Regions from separate parts of the Callithrix jacchus genome. Here region 1 is linked to region 2. The links are chromatin contacts, called in public Hi-C maps. All regions are on one chromosome and are shown on one strand. The core of a region is the stretch at or near the end of the contact, and the rest is flanking DNA. Distances in the headings are between cores, read along the strand shown. Region 1 overlaps LOC128931969. Region 2 overlaps LOC128931969.

Evidence for each region. Hi-C and Micro-C count contacts between places; a contact is called where the count stands out from the background.
Region 1: a Hi-C map of induced pluripotent stem cells shows a contact between it and region 2, with 2.2 times the contacts expected there. The contact joins two enhancer-like sites. A contact is called at or near these places in 2 of 3 Hi-C or Micro-C datasets (induced pluripotent stem cells and skeletal muscle).

Annotation. Positions count from the first base shown.
Region 1 is chr5:9,459,098-9,464,872 of calJac240_pri, reverse strand. The region is part of intron 3 of LOC128931969; the gene reads left to right. Among named protein-coding and RNA genes, the nearest start is that of SIRPB1, 160 kb to the right of the region's middle. Within about 2 kb of position 2,317, at least 4 of the 16 cell types and tissues checked have an H3K27ac peak or open chromatin away from gene starts, as enhancers often do.
Region 2 is chr5:9,382,606-9,388,304 of calJac240_pri, reverse strand. It overlaps LOC128931969, which reads left to right. Exons shown (of 6, transcript XM_078370941.1): 6 at 643-5,699. Among named protein-coding and RNA genes, the nearest start is that of SIRPB1, 81 kb to the right of the region's middle. Within about 2 kb of position 1,549, at least 6 of the 16 cell types and tissues checked have an H3K27ac peak or open chromatin away from gene starts, as enhancers often do.

The DNA of each region.
Region 1 (5,775 bases), core at 1,068-3,567, 76 kb before region 2:
TATGCATGTGTGCTGTGCCTGTCTTTCTCTGTGTTTCTGCATGCCTGTGTGTCCAGGTGTATGTCACTGTGGGGTTGTGTGTCGGTCTGGTTTGTTTGCCTGGGCGTGAGTGCTGCACATGTGTGGGCGTGTGCTGTTTGCACTGTTTGTGTGTGTGTGCGCATCTCTCTCTGTCTTTGTGTATCTGTATGCCTGAGGCCCTCCTCGATGTGTCTCGCTGTGTGTGTGTGTCTGAATCTGCAGGAGTGTATTTCCTTTCCCTGATCAGCCCTTGCAGGGAGCTCGGGTGACTCTCACTGCAGCCTGGTCAACTTAAGGCCGTCTGACTGGCAGGCAGCATGGGTTCCACACCTTCCTCTCCTACTCTGCTGTGCTAATCACTGGGTTATATGCAGATGGCAAATGTGTGGCTGCCAGGCTTGGAGGAGGGACTGTGGAGGGGGGTGTGCAGATGAGCAGACACCGAAGAGGGAAAAGACAATTTAAAGGCAGAAAGGGGGAAAACAAGCCTGCTTGGCTTTGGAGTTGTGGGTGTGGGGTTCTTTCTAGAGGCGTGAATTTTGTTAAGAGGATGTGATGACTATGATGTCTTCCCTCCCCTAATCAAGTAAGAGTCTTAGAATCACAGGATTCTAAAATCTTGGAATTTTAGACCTGTAGAATTCTAGAATCTCAGCTGAATGCAACTCTAGACTCTTAGAACCTCTTCAAGGATTCTAATCCTCCTGGGATTTCAGCATCTTAACGTGCACACGCAGTTCTTCTGAATCCTGGCCAGGGCGACCTGAGAGCTCACCCAGTCCACCCCACCCTGGCTCTGGGCAGGGCAGTGGAGACAGAGGTCCGGCCAGTGGGGACATTCTTGGGAGTGTTGCACTGAAATCTTTCCTGGCTCCCTTGATGGACGAGGACTTGCCTGAAGGGTCTGGGGTCTCATATTACTCTCCCCACTGCCACCTTCCGCAGGGACTGAGTTCCTAGCAAAGACAAAGGCACCTGTGTTCCCAGGATCTGTTCTCAGCAGTGCAGGAGCTGGCACAGGCTGCAGGGGTGGGGAAAGTAAAGGGGCGGGGCTTGGCTTCTCTGAGCTCCTCCCAGCCTGGGGTGGGGGTGGGTGGCTGACCAGGCAGCCACAGGCACGCCCCAGGATATTCAGTGGGATGTCTGCTTTCTCTTATTGCTTCCTCTTGCTGCTTAAAAGACCAGACTATGTCCTAGCTCAGGAATCCTGGGAGCCATGGACTGTCCCTGAGGGAGGGCATTGCACTGTTCTTTGAAATCCTCCAGGACTCACCCACGCTTCTTAATGTGGCCACTTTTCAGGCACTGGCTGCTAGCCATCCCCTCCCCCACTCACCCTCTCCCTCGATCCCTCCCTTCCTTTCACACAGGTCCAGCGCAGTGAACTCCCTACTCACTTTGAGTCTACTTGACGTCAGGCCTCTGAATGTTTGCATGGGCTCTCTTTCCTCTCTCTCTTCTTCCTGGTGCAAACTCTCGTTCATCCATGGACTGCAAGCTCTCACTCAATTGTAAGCACCATGAGAGAAAAGGTTGAGCTTATTTAATACTTTATTTCCCCCAGTCTACAACATTTGGTACACATTAGGTATTGAACCAATGTTTGCTGACTGACTAACTGACCGAATGTGTGCTTCAAAGTCAGCTCATTTCCACTCTAAAGCCTCAATTCTCCAACCCCTCCTAGATACTTCCCTGGGGCCCACACCACGCCCGAGAGTACCTGTGGTTGTGAGCGCTTGCTTACTTCTTCTTCTTCACCAAACAGGGAACCTCTTGAAGCTGGAACCGTGTCTGATTAATCCTTTTACCTGCAGCATCCAGTTCAGGGCCCTGGCACCCAGCAGTAGTGGAGTGCAGCAAATGTAGGGCCCTTGCCAGCAGCCTGGCTTGGTGACTTGAAATCCCCTGTCGGTCCCAACTGCACGCACCGGTCCAAGCTGTCGGCAACGTCTGCCTCAGAGTCTCATTTGCAATTATACGTTCTCAGGCTCTTGCCGCTTAATATTTAATAAGCAGGCGGCTGGCCTTCTCTGGCTGCCACTTAAATCCCTGATTGCCTCTTGTCTGAACGTGGCCCCAAGTGAGGCGGGGACTGCTTTGAGGTTAAGTGTAAAGTCTGTGTCTTGGTCGGGGGCTAGCATAAGGCCAGACCCTTGGGGAGGGAGGAAGGAATGCCTGCTGGCTTGAGGCTCCTGGGTGACCTTACCAGGCAAGAGGCTGGTTGGGCATTTGCTCCAACTGGCTCCACCTTGCCTCCCCTGCCATGTAGGTCTAAGGCCACTCCTGGCCTCATAGCAGGGGAGGAGGAAGAGAGGAAAATTGTTCATGAGAGGGTCCCTGACTCACATCCGATTGGTCCAGGAGGAAGAGAGGGGGATTCCGCCTGGGCTGCGTCCCAGCAGGAAAGGTGGTTCTATCCTGTGTGGCTTGGCCACCAGGAGCCAGGGCAGTCCCTGTGTGGGCCTGAGGCGCCACGGAGTTGGGCTCTGGCAGCTGTGCCAGCCTCTCCTGGCACAAGGCTGGGGAGTCTTTCCAAGTTGGCTGTGGAAGGAGATGAGGCAATGGTGATGACCTGACCCTAGGGATGGCCCAACCCTGGGAAACCCTGCAGGCCCAGGGAGGCGTGTCCTCTGCAGAACTGCTGGGGTGAGAGGGTGGAGAGAGGCCAGGTGGCTTGCGAAGGTGACAGGTGACAGGAGGCTTCAGGAAGGTAAGGGCAAGCACAGTGGCTTGGAGGCTGGACTCTGCTACCGAAGACCTGAGGTCCAGGGAAGGACTCCCACCTGGAATCTCAGACTTTGGATCCCAGAGGGCATTTTACAGGGTCAAGAGACTGGCTTTCTGGGTCCCACTCTGCCCCTAACAAGCCCAGTGACCTTGGGCAAGTCATCCGGGTTATACTGTCACCACATGTGTTGGGCAGCATGACAGCCTGCCCCCTTCCTGCTTGGAGTCCTCTGTTTTCCCCTCAGAGCTCATTTAGCCCAGCCCAGGAATCTGAGACCAGAAATGCCACTCTGTTTGGTCTTCAGGGCTGGTCCCTTTAGAAGGTGGTGCTTAGTATAGAACACGATGGTTTCCCAATAGGCTGTGTTTACCAGCACTTACTGTGTGTGAGGGGCCATGTTTAATATGCCTGCTGCCAACATACTCGGTCTCAGACATCTGTGCCATCCTGGTCCTTTCCCTTTCCCTCTCCTGCTCATCATTCTCATGACCTGTGACAGTACCTTTAAAACCCAGCCCAGCCCTGGTCCACATTCTCATCCCACCTTCCCCTGCACTACCCCCTTAGACCACCATCTACCAGCCTCCTTTCAGCTCCCCTGCACCACCTTGGCCCCTGTAATCCATCCCCTACCAGCAGCCAGGAGGCCTTTGAACCATGGAAATCGGATCACATCCCTCCCCTGCTCCGAACCTCCAGGGGCTGCCATGGCGCTTCCAATCAAACTGAACCCTACAGCTGCACGGCTCTACACGGCCGGTGCCTCCCTCTTCTCCATCCTGAGGTTGTCCGTCTTTGCTGCCCACTCTGCTTCAGCCACACTGGCCTCCTTCCTCTCCTCGGACGTGCCCCTCAAGTCCAACCTCGGCCCTTCAAGGCTGTCGATGTCACCTGCGCTTTAGTTCAAATGCCACCTCTAGAGTATCCTTCCTTCAATCTCTAAAAGACCCCTCCTCCTTATGCCTGGCCCCTTGTTATCCTATTTTCAAATTTTATAGCGCTTACCACTTTATGATAGTTCTCTTATTTATTTGTGCACACCCTCCCCGACCTGGAATGCAAACTTCGTCAGAACGAGACTTAGTGCCTGCTGTTCCCTGCTGGCCCCCAGTGCCTAGAAAGCTCCTGACACGTGGCAGGGACTCGATGGGATTTGTCAGAGAGTGATGACATGGCCTTGAGGGATGAGATGTAGTAGTAGTATCTCATTTAATAGAAAGCCCAGCGATGCTAGGTGCCTGTGCAACTTACCAAACTTGTAAAGGGTGGAGTTGGGATTCAAACCCCTGACTGAAGGGGGCTCCAGCACCTGCGCTTTTCTTCAGGGGGCTGAATACTGTGGTCATGGTCAGAGCCTCTGAGTCCCAGGAACTCAGAGCTCAATTAGGGGTGAGGGATGGGGAGGCACTGGCACTGGCGGTGTCCGGCATGTGCTTCTTGATTTTGCTCCCATCTAGGATCCTACCTTAAGGTCTAGAATGAGGCCCAGCCTTGCCCTCACCCCTCTGCCCAAAGGCCACCCCTGCAGCTCCTGTCGAGGCTCCTGAGCCCCCTGGAAGCTCCTGGCTTAGCTGTGGGTCAGTGAGCTCATCCCCTGCCCACCCTGCGGGTTTCCAACGCTCCCTCCCTCTGCCGCAGTCGTTGCTACACAAGTTAATGGAATAACAAGACACTTTACCCATTATCTGATGCAAATACCTTTGCTCACCAGCACCAGCTCTACAGCTCAGATCTTCCTGTAACCCAGCCCAAAGGCCTCCCGCTCCAGGCTCCAGCAGAGGAGGCCTGGGCACCAGCCAGGCACATACAACCCCCTAGCTCGAGCCCTGGAAGGAGGGGTCAGCGGTGTTCTGCTGAGTGAAGACGGGGTCGTGGCACCAATCTTAGTATGTTTCACCTGTGACCATATATTGAGGCCCACTGTGCACAGGCAGTTTGCATATTTCACATTCACATGATTATATGCAATTCTGATCCTCACTGGGCAGACATGGGGATGAAAGGCACAGCCAAGTCTGCGCAGCCCTCAAGTGGTGGATCCAGGTGGGTTTCATACCCACACCCCTGACTTGACCCCACTCTTAACCATTTCCCAAGAACTTTGAGTGGTCCCATTTAGACCTGATTTCTCTAATTGCTCCATAGTAGGAGTTGTATTTATAGACAAAGAAGATGAAGGGGGTGTCAGTTTGCTCAGCCACACGATGGTAAGTGGGACTCTATGCCCAGGAAGGTGGATGTGTGAGTTTGTGGATGTGGTTGGGACAGGAGAGCTCCCAAAGCTTGCCCCCTGGGAAGCTCTGTCCTGAGACCCACCCCACCCCCGGCACCAAAACATATCTGGCCTAGTTCACATTAAGTGCCACAGGCACCCAGAAGGCATGTACAGGGCATGTAAGAAGGTATGTGCTGGGCACCTAGCAGGTGCTGGGGTCACCCAGATGGAAGGTGGACCTTCCCCAAACCATTGCATGAATCTCAGAGAATGGCAGGACAGACGGCCCCTCCCTGCCCACCTGTTGAGGATGTGAAGTTCTCCCTGACCCCAATGTGGCTGTCACACGGCGTTTCTCTGAACATACCTTTAACTTTGTGCACCCACTTCCCTCTGCTGAGAGCAGCATTCTCAACACATGCCCAGCAAACTCCTACTCATTCATCAAAGCCCAACTCTCAAGGGCTCCCCCTCTAAGAAGGCATTTCTAACTAACTTCCTTTTTTTTGGATTAAAAGTCCCTTTCCTGTGCTTCCCAAGCACATGCAGGCCCCTTCCTTGCGGCACATGCCTATGAATTTTATAACCTGTGTTTGCTTTTTCCTTTCGCACTAGACTGTGGGCTCCAGGATGGAGTTGGTTGGAAGCAGTCAGTAGAGGCTCTGGAGCCTCCACCTGAATTCTGATCCTAGCTCTGCCATTTTCAAGCTCTGCGATGGGCTGTTGTGCAAGGAACTTAAGCTCCCTGTGCCTTAGTTTTCTCCTCTCTAAAAGGGAGAGGATAATACTGTTACTTCTTCTCTAGAGT
Region 2 (5,699 bases), core at 300-2,799:
AGCCTGCTACCCCCAGTTCTTGCTCATCTCCAGTCTCCTCCTCACTGTTGCTCACTGAGTTCCATCCTTATGTTCATGAAACCCCGCATCTACTCTCCCACCTCAAGGCCTTTGCCCTTGCTCAGGTTCTCTCTGCTGGACATGCTTAGTCCTTTGCGTGGCTAGTTCCTCTCATTGTGCAGGTCTCAGCTTAGACACTCCCTTGCACAGAGATGTCCACTGACATCCTTTTAGGATCAGGTTCTATCTAGTCCCAACTCTCTCTTGAGCATGTCACCAACCATTTTACATACTTCCTAGTACAGCCAGAAGTAGTGTAATGGAGTGTGCAAAAGCTTCCACTTGGGGCTGGACTGGTTGGGTTGAAACCCAGCCTACCTACTGGGCACTTGAGACTATTGTTCAACCTATTTCCCCACATATTGTTCAACTTCCTATTTCCCTTGAATAGATGATTCAACCTGCATTTTCTTATCTGTTCAGGGGAGTGAGGGTTACATGAGCTAATGGGCATATAGCATAGCGCAGAGCCTGGCACAAGCGTTGCATTGGTGTTTGCTATGATATTAACACTTGTTGCTATGTGAAATTATTTTGTCTGTATGTTTCTTATTTCCCCCTTCTCTGACAAACTCCCCACAGCAGCCTCCTCAACGCTGCCTCCCGCAGTCTTTGGACAAAATAATGGCGGATCCCTTATACAGGACTTCCAGTGCAGGTGGAGAAACTGAGGCAGAGTTGGAGGTTCCTCGCCCTTGGTGATGCGGTGTGAAGGCCTGTAGGCACCAGCCTCGCCACGTGCGCCGCAGCTTGCACAGCCTTTCGCGGACTCCAACCGAGCCACGTTCCTCGCTCCTCGTGCTGCTCCTGTGGGTTTCCGCGGCGCCGGCGTTTTTGTTCCCAGTGCGTTAAAGTCGTTCAGGCCGAATCAAGCGAAGGCAGAAAAGCGGCGCGCAGCCCGCGTCAGCTGCGGTTCCGTCTTTCGGGTTCCCAGGGCGCTAACAAAGACATTTGCATGAAAACAGGAACTCCGTTTGCCGAAAGGACCCGTGGACGCGGTGCCTCGTGCGCTCCAGTGCCCCACAGCTGCGCCCCCTTCTCCAGGCGGAGAAGAAGCGGGGTGCGGGGACTGGCCCTAAACCCGGCTCGGCGGGCGGGGACCCGAACGCTGCGGCCCTAGCGGCCCCCCTCTCTACTCCTTCGCAATCTGGCGGAAACGGCCGTCTCCGGCGTGGGCGCGCTTCTGCAGACTCATCAAGACCTTGTACCTAGGCGTGCGGCCAGGGCGCCCGGGCCCTCGGGGAGCCGGCGCCTGCGTGCGGACCGCGGTGGAGCGGAAGGACCGACGGCTGTGGCTGCTCCAGGTCTGGGGCGCAACCTCGGGGCTCGCCCTGCGCCACTCTGGGCCTCGGTCTCTTCGCCGGTTCCACCCGAGCGCAAGAATGTCACAACGTCTCTCTGTTGGGGGAAGCCGGCTTCTCAGAGGCCTGCCGGCGCGCGGCGCGCAGAGGAGCGCAGTGAATACCGTCTCCGCTGGCCCTTTCCAAAGCTTTTCCTTAGCAGCTTCTCTGAAACCCTCCTTTTCCCCAGCAGCCGTCGGAGGCAGGATAAGTGGTAAAAGCAGAGGTTTAGGAACCGGGGAACCCTGGATTCAAATCCTGCCAGCCACTGACTAGCTGTGTAACCAAGAGCAAGTTACTCCGCCTCTGGAGCGCTCAGCTTCCTCATCTGTAAAATGGGGCATAACACAGTCCAGAAAGTGCTTAGTTCCTCAGTGTCACAAATCAAATGCTTAATTCATTCTTACAGTTATCACTTACAGCTGTGGGACAGGCGCAGGTGGAAAAGGGTTTTCTTAAGGTCACAGGCGGGGTCAAAGGCAAACCCTCCGGGTCTCCCGGATCGTAAGATTTGTGAAGCAGCAAGTCTTTGGCAGCCTGAAGGGCAAGTTCCCCACATGGTTGTATCCAGCCGGGTAGATGGAGGTAAGCGGCAAGGAGACTGGGGCATCTCCCCCTCTCTCCGCGAAGGCGCACAGGCCCTGGACTGGGAGGGCAATGGCTGGCGAACCTACTGCCTGGAATGGGGTTCTTGGATCCAGACCTTTTTTTGGGGGGAGAGGGCATCTTGGGTCGAGACCTTTTTTCTTTTTCTTTTTCTTTCTCTTTCTTTCTTTTCTTTCTGTCTTTCTTTCTTAGAAAAAGGAAATAGAAGAAGAAAGAAAACAAACATGCAAACAAAAACGGAAAGCCAGAGCCTTTTATGTAGGAGCCAGCCAGCCTGCTATTCAGGGCCGACCACAGTGTCTCTGCAATTCCTCCCTGGGAAGGAAGCCTCGCGCTGCCCTCCAGTGGCCGGCGAGGTAGTGTCGCCCGGGCGAAGCTCAGAAGGGTTTGACGGAGAAACCGGCTTCACCCTGCGCGGGTGGGGGCTGTCGGAGAGAGCAGAGAACATCAGACTGGTTCCCCGACTGCTGTTTTGTGGTCCCGGTGGATCTTGGGAGTCTTGGAAAGAGAATAATAAGACTCTTTGAATTTGAAAGGCATAGGAGTTTTTACAGTCTGCTTTTATTTATTTTTGAATAGATAACACATTTACACGATTCAAAAGATAAAGAGGATAGCGTGAAAAGGAAGTCTCGCTTCCACTCTTGTTCCCCAGGCACCCAGTTCCCCTTCCTAGAGGCAGCCGTTGTTATGGGTTTCTGTGTACCCTCCCGGAGACAGTCTATGCAAATACAAATATTTTACAGGATCAGTAGAAGCTTGCTCTGTATACTCTTCTGACTCTTGCTGCTTCACTTAAAAATGCATCATGGAATTTGTTCCGTGTTGACTCACAATAGGGCTGCCTCATTCTTTTGAACAGCTGCATAATATTCCATTGTTTGACTCTCCTGTAATTATTTGATCAGTGTTCTATTGATGAGCCTTGAGGCTGCTCCTAATCTTTTGTAATCACAGTGTGTTACAACAAATAACCTCCTACATGCATTGTTACGCCTCGGTGCCAGTGGAGCACAGCTATTGCGGTATAACAATCCATTCCAAAATTCAGTGGCTTTAAACAGAAAGCTTTTGGTATTGCCCATGTGGGTCAGCTAGGTAGTCCTGCCCATCTGGGCCAAACTCAGCCAGCTTTGCATTGGCTCCTTGTATCTGGGGTCAGAGAGGGGAGTCTGCTGGGGTGGGTTTATTTAGGCTGGTCTAAATCACATGTCTGGTAGTGGGCTGGCTATCAGCTAGGGTTAGAGGGACGTTCAGGCCATGTGCCCCTCCACATCTAGCAACATGCAGTGCCTCCTGAGACTCTGTAACTCGTGTGAATTTACATCCATGACATTCTATTGGCCCAAGCATGTTACAAGCCAGCCCAGATTCAAGAGGTGGGGAAACAGAAATCACTTCTCCCAGGGAGGAGCAGCAAAGTCACTTTGCAGAGTATGATGCAAGGGCCCTGAGCTATTGTGGCCATTTAAAAATATATCTATAATGTTATAGATAGCATTATGGTAAGGAACCTGATAAACATTACCTTTGCCCTTCACAGACATTACCAGAGCCTCAAGGCTTATCAACAGAAGACTGATCAAATAATTAACCAGGTGATTAAGGTTAACATTAAGTGATACTGATATTGATATTGATAGCATATTCTCTTGATATAACTTGTGGAGAATGATATAACTTGTGGAGAATGACACCGTACTTCTATGGTTTTCCTCAACAGCCTCCACTTAAGGGTTGGGGAGTTGCCCTTCACTTCCTTGAGGGGGCAGTATGTAATCAGCTATTTGGAATTCTTCTGCTATTTGTTTATTCAGTCATTTATTATATCCATGTGCACTCATGGATGTTTATTTTGTGCTTTTCATTATAACCCAATACTATGTTATTTATATTGTTGCTTAAATTGTTCCAGTTTTGGCACCTGGGAGATCTTTCTATTGTCTCCTGTGTCTCTTTGACATTCTTTTTTGTTTTGTTTTTGAGCCCTTCCTTACTTTCTGGCACTACAGCTACTCCAGACTCATCTTGTGTATTTTCTGCCCTAGAATCAGCCATTTCTCCAAGGAGCCCAGTTCCTTTCGCTGGACAATGCTGTTAGAAACAGATCTGGATAGTGGGTTTGCCTATTGCTACTGGGGACCCACTATCAGGGGGCAGAGCTAGGAAATACATGTATGTACCCTAGCTTGTGTATACACGTAACCGTAATGATTCCGGATCTATCATCAGTATACCATCGGTATCTGTATTAAGTTAAACATGAATTCATGCGAGTTCATGCTACTGTCTCTGACTCTAACACATTCATATAGTTCATTCCATCCTTCTTCCTTTGCTTGTCTGTAACCTCCCACTTCAGCAGTGAAAAACCTGACTTCTTCCATCTGCCATCCATTACTTAATTGTTGAATGTTAGTGTACATGTACTTGGGTTTCAGAATTGTCAACCCATACCCCTGTGAGAAACAGCTCTACCAACTGGAGGGCAGCGCTTGTGGACAGCTCCTTTGGTCTTTAGCCAGTCATTTCCAAAGTTGTTTGGGTCAGCACCTGTAGTCTCCATGCCCTTCAATGAGATCTCTCACACATTTGTAATGCAATTAGATTCTTTTGTCATCATCTGCATTTTATCCTGTGATTACCCATCCTCCTAGCAAATTTTTAAAAATTGGCATACATGAAGGTTTACTTTTTGTGCTGTAAAATTTTATGGTTTTGACAAATGCATAGTGACAAATGGATAGTGTAGGAGTTCTTTATATGTTCTGGATATCAAGCAGATATATCAATCACTACAGTATCACACAGAATAGTATCATGGCTCTAAAACATCCACTGTGCTTCACTTAGCCACCTGTCTCCTTCTCAGTTCTCTGGCAACCACTGATCTATTTCCCACCTCTATCATTTGCCTTTTTAAAGAAATCATATAAATGGAATCAACATATATATGTATATATATATACACACACACACACACACACACACACACACATATATAAAACATTTTGAAACTGGCTTCTTTCATTTAGCAATATATACTCAAGATTCATCCACATTGTGTGAATTACTAGTTTGTTCCTTTTATCTCCGAATGATGTTCCGTAGTATGACTGTTCCACTGTTTGCTTACCCATCCACCTGTTAAAGGACATCTTAGTTGCATCCAGCTTTATTATGAATAAAGCTGCTATAAACATTGTGTGCAGGTTGTTGTGTAGACATAAGATTTCTAATCAGTTGAGTAAATACGTAGGGGCATAATTTGTAGGTCGTATGGTAAATCTGTGTTTGACTTTATAAGAAACTGCCAAACTTCCAAACTGTACTTCCAAAGTACCATTTTTCATTCCCACTAGCAATGAGTGACAGTTTCTGTTTCTCTGCACATCAGCACTGCTATTTCCAGTCGGTTGCAATTTAGCTATTTTAATAGGTAGTAGTAGTTGTTTTAATTTGCATTTCCGTAATGACAAATGATGATGATTTTTTCATATGCTTATTTGCCATTTGTATACCCTCTTTGGCGAGACGTATGTTCATATCTTTTGCCCATTTTTAAAATTCGGATTTTTGTTTTCTTATTGTTGAGTTTTAGACATTGTTTGCATATTCTGGATACGAACTTTGGGATGGTTAATTTTATATATCAACATCTCTGGGCTATCACAAGGGATGCCCAGATATCTG